Regions from separate parts of the Muntiacus reevesi genome. Here region 1 is linked to region 2. The links are chromatin contacts, called in public Hi-C maps. All regions are on one chromosome and are shown on one strand. Each heading gives the region's core, a stretch centred on a gene start, on an enhancer-like site or on the middle of the called end of the contact. The rest is flanking DNA. Distances are from core to core; before and after follow the strand shown.

What was found. Hi-C and Micro-C count contacts between places; a contact is called where the count stands out from the background.
Region 1: a Hi-C map of blood shows a contact between it and region 2, with 2.4 times the contacts expected there. The contact joins the promoter of NISCH here to the promoter of NT5DC2 in region 2. A contact is called at or near these places in 2 of 3 Hi-C or Micro-C datasets (blood and muscle).

The regions. Positions count from the first base shown.
Region 1 is chr4:106,455,130-106,460,627 of mMunRee1.1, forward strand. It overlaps NISCH (nischarin), which reads right to left and starts at 3,776. Exons shown (of 21, transcript XM_065933555.1): 1 at 3,581-3,776; 2 at 1,425-1,508; 3 at 581-763. The coding sequence starts at 3,676.
Region 2 is chr4:106,309,772-106,315,624 of mMunRee1.1, forward strand. NT5DC2 (5'-nucleotidase domain containing 2) reads left to right here and starts at 3,855. Exons shown (of 13, transcript XM_065933553.1): 1 at 3,855-4,181. The coding sequence starts at 3,947. It overlaps UQCC5 (ubiquinol-cytochrome c reductase complex assembly factor 5), which reads right to left and starts at 1,922. Exons shown (of 5, transcript XR_010662987.1): 1 at 1,565-1,922.

The DNA of each region.
Region 1 (5,498 bases), core at 2,526-5,025, 150 kb after region 2:
GGTTTCACACTGCACCCAACTTCCCTCCTTGAAGTGTGACAACTCATGCTGTCACCAGCAGCCCATGACCATTGTTCCTCCATCCAGAAGGGAGTGCAGAACTGCCCTGAGACGTACATTCCCATTGGAGGATGCCATCTACCCTCACTCAGCACCTTGGACTCTGACGATGCCCTAAGATGGCAATATTCTGCCAAAACAGATGGATCCCTTAATTAGTTTTGAGCTGGGAACCAACAACTCAACAACAGTCGATGCCAGGTGTCAGCTGTTTCTAATCTAACCCCATCCACTTGGATGGAAACCTTGCTCAAACACCCACAGGCCGTTTTTGCTAAACAAAACGGCTTGTGGTGGAGGAAGACCTCTCTGTGGCCAGAGTTGGTCAGCCTAATTTAAGGCAAATCTGTTTATGAACATGCTCTGTCTGAACCCCAGTCCGCCAGGATGCTCCTCCATCTTCCAACCTCAGGCTCCAACTCCAGCCTACCTCTCAAAGTTGAAGTCTACAAGGCTTGCTACCTGGAGCTCTGGCGGCTGTAGGCTTGCAGGCGAAGGAGAAAACCCAAGAGGAACTTACATAAAAGTGGAAATGCAAGAAGTGGGCCAGCACCCTGGGGGCCACATCAGGGAAGGTGGCCAGGAGTGTCTGGAGATAAGTTTCTAGATCCTTCTCTCTCTTTTCCACCAAGCTCCTGGAGTTTTTCCCAATTATCTTTTTGGGCGGAAGCAGACTTCTATCAATCTTCTTCTCCGCAACAAGCTGTAAGAAAACATAAGCGTATCAACCACAGACCAAGAGGTTCTGTAACTGCGCAAGGCCCAGGTAAGCAGCTGAGGGCAGGTGCTCACTACGAAGCCCATCGTGGCAGGAGTACCACGATTAGTGATCAAATTAGTGCACCTGGGTTTGGCCTCAGGTTTAATTAGCACTCGAAACACCAATACAATTCTAGACAATGAGTTCCACCAAAAGACTTTGGAGACATTTAGGAAAGTAATACCTCAAAGCCCCTAAAGTGACCATCTTCTCCAAACCATACAACTTTCACGCTACAAATGACCCAGAGAAAGGCAGTCTCTCCAAATGCAAAGAATTACAGCCAGATACGAAAGCACAGGTTCTGGAATAGGTATACTCAGGTGGAACAAGTTGAAGCCTGCTCCCTCCCCTAGCAACTATCCCAGCATCTCATATCCTAGCTACAACTGTCAATCTAAAAACTGAAGTTCAAATACACTCCTTGCACACTGTCTCATGCAAGGGTTGAACTCCCAGGATCCAACGGGTTTGGGTGTTTGGTGTTTTTTTTGCCATTTACATTAATAAACCAGTTTTGCCCTAGTACCAACCCATGACACAATGGGAACTTGGCCTAAAAGCCCCCAAAGCCCCGAAACACAGGACCCCAATTCTTAATTACCTTTTCATGTAGGTCGTGGAAATCACTGTAGCGGTGCTTGACTGTCCACTCATGGCTGCCATCAGTGATCTGGATGATGTAAACCTAAGAGGGTAAACAGCCCTTGCCTAGCCAGCAATAAGGAAAGTCCCACCCTACCCTCAGCAATAGCTGCAGGACACCCAAACCCCCCAGGCCAAAGTTAAGTTGCTCCGGCCCACCAGCCTCTGTACCTGACCCTTGCTGAGAGGCAGGGGCCACCTTTTAGCCTCCTCCATGGCCCTAGCACTGGATCTGGCAGGCATACGGGATAAGTCTGACCCCTATCCAACAGTGAGAAACAAAAAAGGCAGCTATCATATCAAGTAATCGCTTTAGTTTTTTAACTCCAGCCTCCATGTAATTCAAAGTCCAATCCAACCTGAGCTGCAAGAAAGGTTTTCCTTCCGAGGCAAAACAGGGTCAGGTTTGGCAGGATCAGCTTTTCCGCTTCAGTTCTTTCTCAGGAGCCCTGACTATATCCTAGAAGCAAGTCCTTTTCCAATGCTTTCAGCTGGTTCAGGAGCTGAAAACGGCCAGGAGTCAAGGCACTGAGAAGCTGAGAGGAGGGCAGTGATAATTAAGCCCTAACAGAAGGGAACGCGCCAGGAAGACGTGTGTTCAAAATCTGGTTCTGCCATTCCTGGCTATAGTTTCTGTATGTATGTCAACTTATGTAAGTAACTGACAGCCTTAAGTTCTCTGAGCCTCAGTTCCCATCTTAAAATCTGGGAGGATTAAGAATCAAAGGTAATGTATGCAAAATGCTTTGTAAAGGGCCTGACATGTAGTAAGTGATCAATCAAAGGTAGGTGTTGATAATTATTCAACTCAGCATACCCAGACAAAAGGACACAAAATCACCACCTTCCCAACACCCATTCAGAGGAGGGCCTCAGCCCTGTGGACTAGGAGAGCTTTTTGGAGCTAACCCTCCAGGTGGAAGCAGTGCATGCGTGATGGCTAACCAGAGCTAAGCCCTCACGTGGATTAGGCCCCCTGGTCCTTGCATCCTGCCCCTCTCTGCAGCACGCAGGGAAGGCGGAGGAGAAAACAATCAACTCAACTGAAGTCTCCACTGAGGAGCAGGCCTGTTGCTCCAGGATCCGTAGGAGCCCCTCCACAGCCTGACCATTTCCCTCCCCCTCCTCCTGCCCAGGAAAGGAGAAAGAGCCAGAAAAATGATCCTCAGGAGGGTTAGGATGAAGGCCAAGGAGGTGGGGTGAAGGCAGAGCCAAGCCCCCTTCCCCAACTCACCATAATCCCAGAACAAAGGACAGGAGGCTGAGAGGTGCTCAGGCCACCCCCACCTTGGGGCCAGTCCCTGCTAGGTAGCCTACCAGGCCCATAGGCGCACAAGCCCACCCAGACCCAGGAGGGCCTCCTACTTCATCACAGTCTGCAACTTCTCCCCTTTTCTATCCTGCATCTCCGCCACAGCCTTTAAGTGTGCGTGGGCAGTGTACTGCTCTCGCTCACCCCACAGTCCAAAGCCATGAAGACCCCTAAGTTTCCGGGCTCTTGGACTCTCTCTCAGCCCTGAGCCACCCCCTCAATTCTCGGGGTCTGGGCTCCATCCTCCTCCATTCTTGTCTCTGCCTGAGCGCCAAGGCCCCCAGATGCCCCCTTCACTTTTGAGCAAGTGTCAACTGCAACCCCAAGGGCCCCCAGATCAAGGCCCCGCCCCCTCTTTTTCTTCACGGCTTGCAGAGCCCTGACCCTTTCCGCTGATACCATCCGAAGACCCCCTTTCCTAATTCCCTTCTCCGGGAGCCCCTGTCACGTCCTCCCAGGCTGGCGCCCCTCCAGAGGAGCCTCCGCCTCAACCTGACCCCTCTCCTCTGCAGGCCTCCTTTATCCCTTGATCCTTCCTATCCCTAGCCTCTTTTTCTAAACGCATACCCTTTCTAAGCCCCCTTTCTGCGCCCCACCCCAAGATCCTTTTTCCAGACCTGCGAAGCCCAAGCGCCCGTTCCCCAGATTCTGCCATCCCAGGCCCCCTCCTCAAAGTCGCAGCGCCCCGACACCCTCCTCTCCAGCTGCGGGGCCAAGAAGCCCACCCCAAACCCCCGCCCCCGACTCAAGACTCCGGGTTCCTGTCGCCACCTCCAGTTCGGGAGCCCGGGCCCCCAGCACACCGTATACGTGTCCACGAGCTCAGAGCCCACGACGCGCGCCTCCTTGGCCGGCTCGGCCTCCCTCTCGGGCCCGAAGCTGCGCGCCGCCGCCGCCATGTTCCGGGCTCGGTCGCCGCCGCCGCCGCCCGGCGCAGACTGGCAGCAGTAGGGGGCGGGGTCAGCGTCCCACCGCCCCCTGGCCCCCGCCGCCCCCCGCCCCCGGCGCGAGCAGTGCAGCCATGTTGGCCCCGCCGCCTTCTCGCGCCCCCGCCCCACTCCGCCCCGCGCACGTAATTGACAGCTGCGGCCCGCGGCGCGCGTGCGCAGGCCGCCTGGGACTGTTCGATTGCGTAATCGGTACCCGAGGGGCCCCGCCCGCCGCGCGCCTTGCAGCTCGAGAGAAACTGAGGCTCGGGCGGGAATTGTTCTGGGTTCTGGCCCTCGGAAGGGATGGCCCTGCACCTTCCGTGCTGCTCGAAGCAAGTCACTGCCACGCCTGACGTTAGTTTCCCTCTCCGCAAAAGAGACAGTAATTACATCTCACCTAGCTCTTGGTCTCATTCCCTGGAGGACCCGAGTGCGTTGAAGAGGAAGGAAGATCTGATTTGTACCTGGTCCGAAAAGGACAGAATAACTCTGGGCTAGTTCTTAACCTCTGCAAGACTCAGAGATCTCTGTCAAATGGACTCTCTAGAGAACTGAGTGGGTTAATCCATGCAGTGGCTGGCAGGCAAGGCAGGGAAACTGGTGGAGGCTCTATGACTTCCCAGATGGGTCAGCGGTAAAGAATCCTCCTGCCAAACGAGGCGCGGGTTCCATCCCTGGGTCAAGAAGATCCCCTCGAGGAGGAAATGACAACCCACTCCAGTATTCTTGCCTGGAAAAAATCCCATGGACAGAGGAACCTGGCAGGCTACAGTCCATGAGGTCACAAAGAGTCAGGCACGGCTGAGCCACTCAAAACCAGCTGCCTGAAGGACGTGGAGGGGTTAGGTGGAAAGGATATGTGCTGGCCATCTGGCACAACACCCCCAGATGGTATCCTACCAGAGCTCAAAATGAGGGGGTGACAGATTGGCCCTGGACTCAGGAACTACAGTGCTGGAAAGGGGAAGCATGGGCACAGAGAAGCCCTAACCCAGGTCCAGAAGAGAGGCAGTAACCCAACTGGAGATGGAGAATCTTACACAGATGAGGCATCTGTCGGTGTATTTGTTGACTGGTAGAGTGCAGTTCAGCCTAGACCTAGTACTTTTCTCCCTGAGATGACGACAGGTCTGGGGACCAGCTCCTCTGGCACCCTTGGCAGAAGGGCTCCAGACCGCACTCTCCTGAGGTAGGTCAGTGCCTTCCTCCTCCACCAGTCTCACAGCACCATAATCCGACCTTGGCATTCGAGGCTTCTCTTGGCAGGGTCCTACACTCCCAGCTGCTTCTTGCATACTGCTGCAGGAAAGTGAAGTCGCTCAGTCATGTCTGACTCTTTCCGACCCCATGGACCTAGCCTACCAGGCTCCTCCGTCCATGGGATTTTCCAGGCAAGAGTACTGGAGTGGGTTGCCATCTCCTTCTCCAGGGAATCTTTCTGACCCAGGGATCTAACCCGGTTCTCCCGCATTGCAGGCAGATGCTTTACCATCTGAGCCACCAGGGAAGCCCAGAGGGGTTTAGCTTAAGTCAGGAGCTGCCAAGTCAGCCAGACCTGAGCAAGTAACCACCCCTCCAGGAGTCTCAGCCACCTCCTTAGTAGGATAGGAGTTGAGTTGCTGGCCTGAGGGCCTGGCCTGGGGCCCACTACATTGTAGCTCCTGCCTGTCCTGGACTCATATTTTCATTCATTCCTAAAACGTTTCCAGAGAGTCTCCTGAGGGAATGGGGGGCAGAGGGAAAGAGCCCTGGTCCTTATAGCCCTTCATCTGCTCCTTGCCCTGGGCAGAGG
Region 2 (5,853 bases), core at 2,605-5,104:
ATTTCCTGAACCGCCTGTCTTCTATGATAAAAGACCCTTCTTGTTTCTCTCCTTGCCTCTCTGGCCACACTCAGTCACCCTTAAAATGTTGGGGCTTAAGCTCTAACTTTTATCACAATCTCCATGTGAGTGACCCACTAACCTAGATCTAAGGCCTAGATCTGCCTTCTATCTATATAACCATCTCCCCCCTCAGCACATGCAAAATGGAGCCCAGGACTGTTCTGCTTATGTTCCCCCTGCCCCAGCTGCCCCACCAGAAGCCTCCACTCATCTGAGTCCACTCAAACACCACGCCCTTGTCAGTACTACCTCTGGAGTGTCAACTCTACCCACTTCTTGGCATCTCATCCTAGTCTAAACCACCATCCCAAACCTGTACAACCATACAGCCTAAGTCTTCCTGCCGGTTTGCTCTCCAGAAAAAGTCATTCACCACCTAAGTTCACCTCCTGCTGTTTAAAACTCTTCAGTCCTTTGGGATACAGTCTTGGTTCTCTGGTCCCTTTGTGGCCCCTCCAGGCACCTTTTAAACCACGCCATCCCTCACACTGCTCACCTGCTTCAGTCCCTCAAACAGCATACTTGCACACCAAGGCCCTCAAGTTTGCTCTTGCCACTGGCAGAAGACACTTGCAACACCACCAATGTTTCTCTCATCTGGCTGACAATCTTTGGGCCTCCCTGACATGGTAACTCCTCCAGGCAGCCTTCTCTGCATCACCTAGTACAATTCAGGTGCCCCACTGGGGAATCCCATGTTCCCTCCACTTTCCCCTCACAGAACTGATCACACGTAATAGTAACTGAATGATCTGTCTCTCCCATTAGTGTTCTTCTGGGGTGGGGAGCCCTCTGCCTTATTCTATCTTCACATCAGTGGTCATTAAATATTAATGAATGGATGAACAGAGGAATTAAGTATCTTTAGAAACCACTAATTTATTCTTTAATTGAGGGTTGGCAGTTCACAAGTGATCGTGTTTCTGGAGAGGGAGAAAGCAGAAAGGGCCTAGGAGTTTGGGAAGTCTTTCTGGAAGAGGAACTAGCCTGTCCAGAGCTAGTGCTCAGCAAAGCAGTGCCAGGCAGTCTGTTTATAGTGCTTGCCCTTGGTACCCATGACTCTGGCCTGTAAAAACAGTGGTATTTAAGCGGGGCAGACCAGATCCCTCTAGGGTTTGGACGTGCCAATTAGGAGCTTAGACATATCCTTCCATCCCGCTTCTAGATGCTGTGGGCAAGTCTATTCCTTAGGCCCAAACAGTGTCACTGGCAGGCTTGAAAGGACAGCGTCCGGAGTGCAGTCACGTGCCCTCCGATCTAAGTGCTGGGAAGATCTCAAAGTTGGACACCAATGTATCTTTGTCGCCCCGCTTATACCAGAGCCCAGGCGGATCTCCACGCCCCACTGAGGGAGACTCGACTCGCCCTTCTGCAGGATAAAAGCAGCTCAGCGCTGAGCGGAATGAGAGGTCTGCAACCTAACAATATTCCCAGCAACATGGTTCCTTTGCCGCCTCCTGCTTGCTTGAAATGAAATGGAGGCTGCTGCACCCCTACTTACAAAAGGTCTCCTGGCCCACGCGCACTTTAATCATGATCCATTCCATCGTTCCTCCGAGGACAAAAAAGAAGGGCAAAAACCTGTAGACGCCGAATCTCTGCTTCCCGGGCACCCGCTGCAGAACCCGCCTCACCTGGGCCCTGGAAAACATGCCGGACATAGGAGGTCGTTGGAGAAGGGTAAGGCGGAACGAAGGCTGGAGCGCCCGGATGAAACCAAAGCCGCCCTGCCCGTTCGTGCTGAGTCCGACGGCCAGGCTGCCTTGCAATCCTGGTCTTACACCGCCCCCACGGAGGTCAACAGTGGAGCCCGAAGAGGGTAAGGACCTGGGCGCTGAGGTCCGGACCCAGAACCTGGGGCGCCTCCACCAATAAGAGTGAGGCGGGACGCGCGGGTCCGCCAATCAGAATGTGACGGGGTGCGCATGCTCGGTGAGGCCGAGCCCAGCAGGCGTAGACACTCATGCTCTCGGAGGCAGGGCGGACCAAGGGGCGGGACCTCCCACGTGGCGTCGGCCTGGGCCCGCCCCCTGCCCTCCCTTGTGCAAGCTGGTACTCAAAGAGTTGGCGGCCGCGCCCCCTACTCTGCCACCGCCATCTTTTCTCTTAAAGTCCTAAGAGAAGTGATGACGCTCACTGATGTATTACCTAACGTGTACTGCACCATGCTCTAAAATGCAATCACACAACGCCTTGCATTTATTTCGTGATCGTGACAGACGCCTAGGCTTCTAAAAATAACAGTATTTGAGATGCACTGTTGAAAGCTGAACTTTAGCACCACAAGAGTCTAAATAAGCATATTGTGGCAAACAACTATAACATTAATAATAAACTATCCTGCATGGGGCACTTACTGTTATTCCCAGACTATTAGACAATCTAAGAACATCAAATGAAAACTTAGAATCAATAAGAGACTTTAGTAATGTAGACACAATATATAAAAACAGGCTGGAAAAGAGAGATCAAGCAGCAACTCTGGAGGGTAGCAGGGCCCGCTGCTGAGCGGACAGGCCCAAGCTGCTGCCTGGATAACCTGCCTTCTCCCGGAGCAAACCCAACCAAGCCACATGCACACACCGGCTTGGTGCCCACTCTGGCTTCTCTTGATGGCTCTGCCGGCTGGACGCCACAGAGCGCCCATCTTCCACCCAGATGAGACTTACAGGTGGCGAAACCCCCAGCACACACCTAGTTCACTGGGGCCCTGGGGGTGGGGGCCGCACCCACCCACCCCCTCGGGCCCACCTATGGCCTCCATTATCCTGTGCCAACACTCAGCACCTGACTGGCACTGTAGGTCCTCAGTCGAGGGGCAGGGCATAGTAGAATGTACGCACACCCTTAGGGCCGGCGAGGCCACCGCGGAGAGCACCTCAAGGAAACAGTGTCTAGCTAGCCAGCTCTCTACCGACAAGGCCCCGGGTGCAAGGTAGGCCTGCTCAAGGTCCAGGACACGGATGTTTGAGGACTCAGAAAAAGAAGGAGTGAAATAAACGCGGGTGGAGAATGGTTCCCAGCAAGAAAGAGTAATTTCGTTGGAAATCCTGTTGATAGGCTAGAAGAGCGTGAGGGGTCCGAGTGGGGAACCGAGGAGTGGTGCGGGTCGGTGTGGCCATTTGCTGAGGTAGGAACCAGGCAGGCGCAGTCAGCCCGGGCCCTCCGCCTCGCTCCAAGTTAACAGGGTTCACCTGTGTGAGCACAGAGACGGGAGAAAGAAGGGGCTGCTTCAGCGGACGTCGGCTGCACTACGGGTCCCGAGGTCTCACCCAGCGTGGGGCTGGTACCAGGGAACGCGCGGGAAGAACTCTTTCTTCTCTAGGTAAGTGAGTGAAACGAACTGGCAGAGCCAGTCATGGGCGGGAGGCGGGGAACAGGATCCCGGCTTCAGAACTGGGGGAAGGGGCGGAGGATCTGAGGTCTGGAAGACAGGAGGTGGAGGAAGGGGCGGGAGGACCCAGGAGGAGAGAGGGAGAAATAGGACTGGGGGGCCCAGGTAGACCCGCAGCACTCTGGCCCTCTCCTTTCCAAGCCCGGGCCGTCCGGAGCCTCGCGAGGACGGCAATTCTTAGGTATTCCGACCTCCCGGGAGGACAGAAAGAGCCGCCATAGCCTCAGCAGATACCGCAGAGGGGCGCAGACTTCTGGACCTCTCGGGAGACTGGGGGAAGGGGCCCGGCAGCCCGCCCCGCTCCGCCCCGCCCGGGACCTCCCGCCCCGCCGGGGCCGAGGGGCGCGCCCATTGGCGGCCGGGCTCCGCGCGCCGCGCCCATTGGCCGGCCGCCGTGAGGGAGCACGAGGCCACCGTGGCGGGCGCGCAGTCGGAGGGGCGGCGGACTGGCCTGAGGGCCGAGTGCTGCGCGGGCGGCGCGCAGCGGGCATGGCGGGTGCGGGGCTGCGGGCGGCCGCTCGGCGCTGGCTGCCGCGCCGAGACCACGGCGGGCCGCGAGCCGCCTCGTCTTCGCCCTCCTGCCCTGGTTGCGGCCCCCCGGGGCCCGGCGCCCACTGCCCGGGCGCCCCGCGCTCCGCGCCCGCCCCGGCTCTGGCCGGCGGCGCCGCCGAGCCCAGCGCACACCTGTGGGCTCGATACCAAGACATGCGGAGACTGGTGCACGGTAAGTGAGCCCGAGCGGGAGGAGCGTCGCGGGTGTAGCCCGAGCGGCGGACCCGCTTGCGAGTCGTCCGGGACACGCCGCTCCTCGGGGGAAGCGCGGTGGTGGGACTCGCCTGAGCTGCTGAGCCCCAAGGCCCGACTGCCCTTCGGGCGAGACTCGGGCGGGTGGTCCTGGGGACGCTTGGAGGCGGGCGGGCGCGCGCTCGGCTTGTTCCTCCGCTGGTTCTCAGCAGCTCCGGGGTTCCTGGAGCGGCCGCCGGAAGGCAGGACCCCGCCGTCTTTCCTCAGAGTCCCGCCGAAGCGGAAACGCCCCCAGCCCCTTGTTCTCTTCGGGGCCCTTAGTTGGGGCGGGAGTACTGGGGACAAAGCCAGCCAGCCGACGGCGCTGGCCGGAGCGGACTCGGAGGGACTCTCGACCCAAAGATGCTGACTGGACTCTTCGGACGTCTCTAGAGTCCGGCCCTCTCTGTCTAGGAGGAGAAGGCGTTGTTTGAGAAACAACCCCAAGTCGTCCAAAGAGTTGCTGCTTCCTCGGTCAGGGCACTTGCTCCTCCGTGCTCTCTCCCTCGGCGAAACGGGCAGATGAGGCCCCGGGGCGCCCCGGTGAGGCCAGCGGGTCGAGAGCGCTGGAGGTCTGTCCTGGTGTCGGGAGCCCTGCGTCTGCAGCGGACAGATGTGGTTGGCTCCGGGCCCTATCGCTGGCCACCTGGGTGGCGCTCAGCGAGCCTCTCCCTCGCGGACCCTCAGGGGTTACATCGGAAAACACAGGCCTGCCGGGGCCCCTGTCTCAGGGTTGCGGCGGTGACTCGGAAAGAGGCCAAAAGGGACAGGGGAGCTTCCGCAGGAGCCCCCTCCCCCCGGGAGTGACGCGGCTTTTGTTGTCGGTAAGGACAAACGTGGTCCTGTCTGGAAGATTCCAAGTGACCGAACTGAGGCTTCCGCTCCGGCGGTGTGGAGACCTGGGAGTGCTGGGTGGGCAGGACTCACCTCTTGAGAAGCTGAGGCAGAAGACCCTGAGAAACGGTGGTTTTGAAGTCCTTGGTCCTCTCTGAGGAAGGTCCCTACCTTCCCCGCTACTGGACAGAGCACTCCCGGGGTGCTGTGTGCGAAGATGTCTTTGCTCTGGGCCTCAGAGAAGACCTTCTGTACAGCCGCCTGAGAAGCCTGTTTTGTGTGTGTGGCAGAGAGACAGAGGGAGATCTAGTGGGCTTTAGCTCTCCAGGGCCTACCTGAATCTTCAGCTCTTCTCAGAGACCCCCACGTTCCCCTTGATGTGATAAGAACAAAGTCATTTCCAAGTTACCCTGGTGAGTGCCAGGATGAACCAGACTTATGCCCCTCCTTCCTAACTCTCCCCTTCTGGCTGGGTTTTCTGGGGAGCGATTCTGGCCACTGAGGCGTGCGGATCCTGCCAGTTGCTTCTGACTCTGTGACCCCCTGAACTAGCCCGCCAGGCTTGTCTGTCTGTGGCATTTCCCAGGCAAGAATATTGGAGTGGGTTGCCATTCCCTCCTCCAGGGGATCTTCCGGACCCAGGGTTTGATCCCAGGGATCAAAACCCGTGTCTCCTAGTCTCCTGAATTGCAAGCGGTTTCTTTACCGCTGAGCCAGCGGGGAAGCCCCAGAGGCATGCTGATGCCTGTGGGCAAAATTTTGTCTGGGAGCCAGGTCCC